Linked DNA regions of Hordeum vulgare: region 1 is linked to region 2. The links are chromatin contacts, called in public Hi-C maps. All regions are on one chromosome and are shown on one strand. Each heading gives the region's core, a stretch centred on a gene start, on an enhancer-like site or on the middle of the called end of the contact. The rest is flanking DNA. Distances are from core to core; before and after follow the strand shown.

What was found. A called contact is a pair of places that touch in the nucleus more often than the background predicts.
Region 1: a Hi-C map of seedling shows a contact between it and region 2, with 4 times the contacts expected there. The contact joins the promoter of LOC123450000 here to the promoter of LOC123449945 in region 2. A contact is called at or near these places in 2 of 6 Hi-C or Micro-C datasets (leaf and seedling).

The regions. Positions count from the first base shown.
Region 1 is chr1H:497,795,896-497,799,212 of MorexV3_pseudomolecules_assembly, forward strand. LOC123450000 (glutamate receptor 3.5-like) reads left to right here and starts at 1,617. Exons shown (of 6, transcript XM_045127397.1): 1 at 1,617-2,000; 2 at 3,164-3,317. The coding sequence starts at 1,733.
Region 2 is chr1H:497,646,420-497,649,898 of MorexV3_pseudomolecules_assembly, forward strand. LOC123449945 (disease resistance protein RGA2-like) reads right to left here and starts at 2,067. Exons shown (of 5, transcript XM_045127348.1): 1 at 1,733-2,067. The coding sequence starts at 2,038.

The DNA.
Region 1 (3,317 bases), core at 367-2,866, 150 kb after region 2:
TTAGAGAATGTGTAGAATCTGAATATGATGTTATTTTACGTTTAAACATTTTTAAAATATTATTTATGATGCAACTTTAATCAATACCGCATCATTCGTGTTTCTTTCATATCCGTATCGATCCGGATTAAAAAAGAACACCTCAGCAAGACCAGGATTGGAGACGAAAGACTAGCAAAAACCTCACATGAAAAAAACTACATCAGACATGTTTTTTCATATCCTGCCAAATCTAATGCCGAAAGAAAGATACCTTAGGATTGATAACATTCAAACGTATAGTGTGAGGCCACCGTCGGCGAGAGTGAGAAGGAGGATAAATAGCAACACGGATGCGATGTCATGTCGAAAGGAAGGATGTGGACTTGTTGGGGTCTTGGCTCATGGTTATCGGGTTAAGATGATTACGGTATTTTCTTTTTTTCCATTGCCACGCGTGGTTTCTTTTGCTAGTGCGTAACAATAAGATTAAGATTGTATGCTGGGTAGCAGTCATTTATTATGCCCTTGTATAAAAAGGAGTCATTTTCGATCTGAAGAACATCATTTGTCCTAATAAGGTTGTTTTTTTCCTTTTTTGAAAGCTTAACGCTTGGAGCTGGGAAATAGGGATCTATGAGCAGATCAAGGCCCCCAACCCACCTCTCTCTTTACAACACAACAACAGTAGGACGCTGGGGGTGTTTGTTTCAAGGAACTTTTTGGTGTAGGGACTAAAAAAAATCCCCTTTTAGTCTCATGTGAAACAAACATGAGAGACTTTTAGGGACTAAAAGGGGGTATTTGGGACTAAAGGAAGAAGTCCCTATGAAAGGGTCTTTTTAGGACTTTTTTCAACAGTTTCCCTACTTTTAGCATGTCATTTAATAACTTCTAGTACATTACTAGGGGTAACATGGTCTTTTTGCATGTCATTTAATGACCTTTAGTCCCTGTTTAGGGGGTGTTTCTTTACAGGGACTTTTTGCTCTAGGGACTAAAAAAATCTGTTTTAGTCCCATGTAAAAGAAACAAGAGGGACTTTTAGGGACTAAAAGGAGGGTATTTGAGACTAAGGGAAGAAGTCCTTATGGGAGGGACTTTTTGACACCTTTTCCAACAGTGCCCCTACTTTTAACATGCCATTTAATAACTTCTACCCCCTCCGTTTCAAAATATAAGACCTTTTAGGTATTTGACTAGAAGACTACATACGTAGCAAAATGAGTGAATCTATACTCTAAAATATGTCTATGTACATCCGTATGTAGTTTATAGTACAATCTCTAAAAGGTCTTATATTTAGGAACGGAGGGAGTAACACATTAGTAGGGGTAACATGATCTTTTTGCATGTCATTTAATGACCTCTAGTCCCTGTTTACTTCCTGGAAAGAAACGGATAGGGACTAGAGACATTTTAGTTAGGACTAAAAAAAAGTCCTAGGACTTTTTAAAAAACAGGGTCTTAGTCCATGTAAACAAACGGATAGGGACTAGAGAGTTTTTAGTTGAGAATAAAAAAAAGTCTTTGTGAGTTCTGAAACAAACAGGGCACCTATCTAGTGACAAAATGTTTTGAGCAGTGCTGAAAGGGAATAAAGGGGTCACAAATTTGTCACGTGACTTGCGCTGCGTGCGTGATGCACATGTAGGAACTGCCAAGCAAACACCCACGCTGCTGTGCTGTGGCGCGACGGACACACACAGACAGAACAGACAGACAGGGACGGGGAAGCTCGTGGATTAGGCCAATGGGCGCGCTCCAGCTGATGCCGCTGCTCCTGGCCTTGCTCGCCGCCGCGGCGAGGGCGGTCACCGCGGCGGGGGCCGGGCCGCGTCCGAGCGAGGTCGCCGTGGGCGCGCTCTTCACCTACGACTCCGTCATTGGCCGCGCGGCGCGGCTCGCCATCGAGCTCGCCGTCGACGACGTCAACGCGGACCGCACGGTGCTCGCCGGCACCCGGCTCAGCCTCATCGCGCAGGACACCAACTGCAGCGGCTTCGTCGGGACCATCGAAGGTATGCTTGCTGCTCCCAGCCTCCCCCTCTCTGAATCTCTCACTTGCTCAATGCTCATGTTCATGTCGACCTCAAGAGCTGCCTGAAATTACAGTAATTTCGAGTGGAAAGATTCACCTTCGAGCAGCGAAGTGCAATGGTTTCGAATACTGTGACCATACGAACGACTGCTGATGTAGCCCTACCGATCTGTAAATTATTGATCTGCAGCTGCAATCTGCAAACCCTTAGAAAAACCAAAGTGGTTGTCGCTGCTTTGATTCAGAATGCCAGATAAGTTGCACGTTGGGAGTAGTGGTTGCTAGCCTTGCTTGGCAGCTTTGCTTTCCACTTTTGCAGTACGGCGTCTTTTTATTAGTCATGAAGTACTCTCTTCATCCGTTTTTATCCCCGGGAATTATTCTGCAATTGCTTGTGCAGTTTCAGTGGCATTTCCTTTTGGGTTAGACAATTGCTTGTACAGTTTCAGTTTTTATATAGGACCTAAATGTAGACCAGCAAGAAATATTCAATTCAGTTCCAGTCTATCATTGGTTTACTGTATTTATATCTGTCTGAACTAAGGTCAAGGTGACCTCTTGGCTCTTGCCCATTATTTGTACTACAGTTTAACTACAATAATTGCCTGCCTCATGCCTTATGAGATGATTTGATAATGTTTAAACTGGAAACAGAGAGACCAACTGTTCGCTCGACCTTATGATGGCATTGTCCTTTCTTAAGAGTTTTAATAACCACTCTCTCTTTGGAAATAGAAGAGAAAAAGACAAAAAGCATGCCGGTGCACTGGTACCACAAATGGCATAACTTATGAACTTGCTTTATACTATTCCGTATGTTGCAAGAAACGTGTCTCACCTATTATGGGGAATCCAGTTCTTCACTTTATTCTCATGCAAGATCCCTTTTTCCTTTTCTTCTTTGTGTCATGTGTGACCATCAGAATAAACAGATTTATCGGAGGCTGTTCCTCTTTGTTTGAAGCAGCACTAGTTTCTCTGTTTCTTTCAGACAACAAAGTTTGCTTACCATTTGTAGATCCTAACTTTTGAGCAGAATTAACACTTACGGATGCGAAAACTTAGCTTCAATTTATCAGATGTAGCTGCTGCTCTGTTGGATAGTCCACGAACAGATTCACAATTTTTTCTACTTGGTTGCAGCATTGGAGCTAATGGAGAAAAATGTAGTTGCTGTTATTGGCCCACAGTCATCTGGTATAGGCCATGTCATCTCCCATGTTGTTAACGAGCTACATGTTCCTCTTCTATCATTTGCGGCCACTGATCCAACGCTTTCCGCGTCAGAGTATCCTTA
Region 2 (3,479 bases), core at 817-3,316:
GCACATCTCTTTGGATTAAGATGGAAGTTACTAGGCATATACTCTATTTCTATGGGGATGGACAATGATGTAACTAAAATTTGTCACCGTTCGATCATTTTTCCCAACACTTGATGAAGATCTAGGCCCCGTTTGGAGTCCCTCCGCTCCGCGGCTCTGCTCCCGGAGCGGACGGAGCTGTAGTTAAAATTCGTGGAGCGGTTGCACACGTGTTCTGTAGATTCTTAAATTTTAAAGAGCTAGTGGATTACCGAACGAGTCCCTAATATCCACAACCACTTCACTCGCTTCCATAAAACTCACCCCTCACCTGACGACAGACCAAATTCAAGTCTAGTACCCCTACGAAACATAAAGGCAAACAAACTAGGCGAAGATAAGTTGAACTTAATTAATAGTCACTGTGCAGCTTAAGGATGTCGGAAAAATACTCTGCAATTTGGTGGATGAGAAAAGAAATTCTCAAGCGATCGACAAATAGTAAAAGAGACATGAATACAAACTAGCAAATATGCCCGTGCGTTGCAATGGGAAAAAATAAATCATTCATCATACATACATTAGACGTTATCAGTAAATCCCATAAAATCTTTCACGAGGTCATATTTAAAACAACATGATAAGTGGTGTTGTGAAAAAAACATGAAGGTGATACGGTGTTATAAGTGTACTAAAGTTGTGTTCAATTTATTAAACAAAAAAATAACCATCTAGTGCATTAGGTTGAAAATAGCCAAGTACATTTTAGTACTAAATGATAGCATGTGCATAACAACATTATTTTTATCTTGTTGATATATGTTTTTGCAACTGTATCCATGTGAAGACTTAACTTAGTTTTAAACATACATTAGCAATTTAGTGTACATCATCGTATATGGGTTGGTTATTGTGCACTCGACGAATTAGAGAGAATGATTATGTGCTTGTTGTGACCTTTTGCATATGGTAATTGATAGGAATGAACATTCCTAATGTGTTGATGATCAATTTTATGAGAGTATCAATCTATCCTAGCTAGTCTATTTAAATTGATAGAAAAAATATATAATAGACATTCAAAATATCCCATATAAGGAGTAAATGTAATTATCAAAATGATAAACATGCATGATAATCTTATATTTGGAATCTACATAATTTTTTGGGTGATTTTCAGATGTAACATGTTAAATTAGAGTCGGGGCTTCGAAGATATGAAAAAATTTAAAAGTACTTGAATCTGTCAAGAAAAGATTAATATGGGATCAAATTATAACATTTTTGTGCAACTGGGATTCAAAATACAGAAAAAGAAAAGTAGTGAACCATCCTTGACGGACTGCAAGTTAAAAAGAAAAGAAAAGTAGTGAACCATCCTTGACGGACTGCAAGTTAAAAAGGAAAGCGAATAGAAAAAAGAAGACAAATGGGACTCGGACTCAGTTCTCCGAGACTCCATTGGTGTAGCCAGTCGGCCGCACGTTCTCTTATGTCCATATCTAGGGATAGCTTTATATGAAATAGACGGGCTGCGATTTAAAGCACTATTTGCTTTATTATTATTAGGTAGAAATTATGAACGACTGTTGAGATTCAAAGCAACTCTTTTGCTTTGAGCATGGCAATGAACCTATGAATCACCATGTAAGTGTTCATAATAATCGTAAAGTGCAGGACTCTGGAAGGCTAGATCTCGACCTGGATCACGACCTTACAACAGGAGATTGTAATAAGCAAGTATACTGTATACCTTTGGTTGGCTCTTCTTTAAGAGCTCGATGGCGTCCAGATCATCCAGCACGTCCTCGACGTCGTAGGCGACAGACTTGAATTTGGTGAGCCACCGCCCAACAGCTTCCCCATCTCTTCCTCGTCGGCGCAGCCTATCATCCGCATCATGCAACACGGCCTCCAGATCTTGCATCTTGTCCGCCATGATGTCAACATCGTCCTTGAACCTCCACTGCAGGGTGGCCTCCTCCGCGGCGACTTCACCGAGCTTGCTCGCGATTTGCTTCCCCACGGCGCTCGCGATTATCTCCCCGAACCCACTCATCTCTCTCACAGCAGTGTCGTTGACTGCGTGGAAACACAGAGAGGCAAGGAAGAGCGGAATGTTCTTAAGGGCACGCGACCACGCGCCGGAGACGCGGTTGTTGGCCCGTCAGGACGCTGGGACTGGGAGGGGCGCACGAGCCACCCACTCTTGTTTGCTTTTTCCACTCGCCTTTCTTCTTTTATTATTGGCAACTACGGAGAAGGTGCAGCAGGACTGTCTGGAAGGCCAACAGTCTAGCTCCTCCCCCTCCTCAACGACCGAGCAGAAGCAGTGGAAAAGCTTGTGGAAACCAGTAAAATTCGTGCCTTGCTATGGAGCTGTGTTGGTGCAGCCGAGTTCCTGCACCTAGCTCTCTCTTGCTCTCTCAAGGCTGGAGATAGAAGAAGGATTGGAGACGCTGGACGTGTTCTCCTCCGATGATCCGCACGCCCTCGGCTCACGCACATGTCGCGCCCCGACGCAAGCAACATGGCTGCTCGAGCTGCCTCACCCGCCGCACGAACGTCTTCTCCTTCACGCCACCGAGCCACGCCGCGCCACAGCAGCCTCTGCGCCACCAAGCAGGTCTGCCGCAGCCGTCGCGCTCCCCGCACGCACGACATGGCCATGCTCCACGGGCTCAGGCCATGAAGGCTCTGATACCAATTGTTGGTGCAGCCGAGTTCCTGCACCTAGCTCTCTTTTGCTCTCTCACTGCTGGAGGTAGAACAAGGGCTGGAGACGATGGATTTTCCGGCGCACGGACCCCTAGCCGCACGAACGGCCTTGTCTTTCCTTCCCTGAGCACGTACTCAGATTCGGTGTAGATTACATTGGCTCGTGGTGGCTTTATACACACGCGCGCCCGCACGCGCCGCGTCACGCCCACCCCCAGTCGCCACGATCCGCGCGCACTCGGCCCACACTCTCGCCGCGCGCGTACGCAACGGACGCGGCCAACTAACGGCACCTCGCGACAAGGTCCTGCCCTACCGACGCGCCGCTGCACCAAAACACACACACACACGCACACCTGCATGCCTACGCGCCCGGACGCGCACACATGTACGCGTCATGGCTTATGCTATCAATCACGCCCTAAGCCATGACCTAGTGCTTGTCGACGTCGGCTTCGCCGCTGCAACGGCCTCCACCTTCGCCCGACGATGCCTCCATGTTCTTCCTCGACGATCGCACGCCGAGCTTCTTCTCCACCGACGACACACGTCGAGCTCCTCGGCGACGCACGCCAAGCTCCTCGATGACGCCACGCCCTGCACGCCCTGGCTCGCGCACACGATCACGCACTGACATAATCGATGCGGCCGTCCTGCGCTCCGCTGGACGTGTTCTCCTCCGGTGATCCGCACGCCCTCGGCTCACGCACATGTCGCGCCCCGACGCAAGCAACATGGCTGCTCGAGCTGCCTCACCCGCCGCACGAACGGCTTCTCCTCCA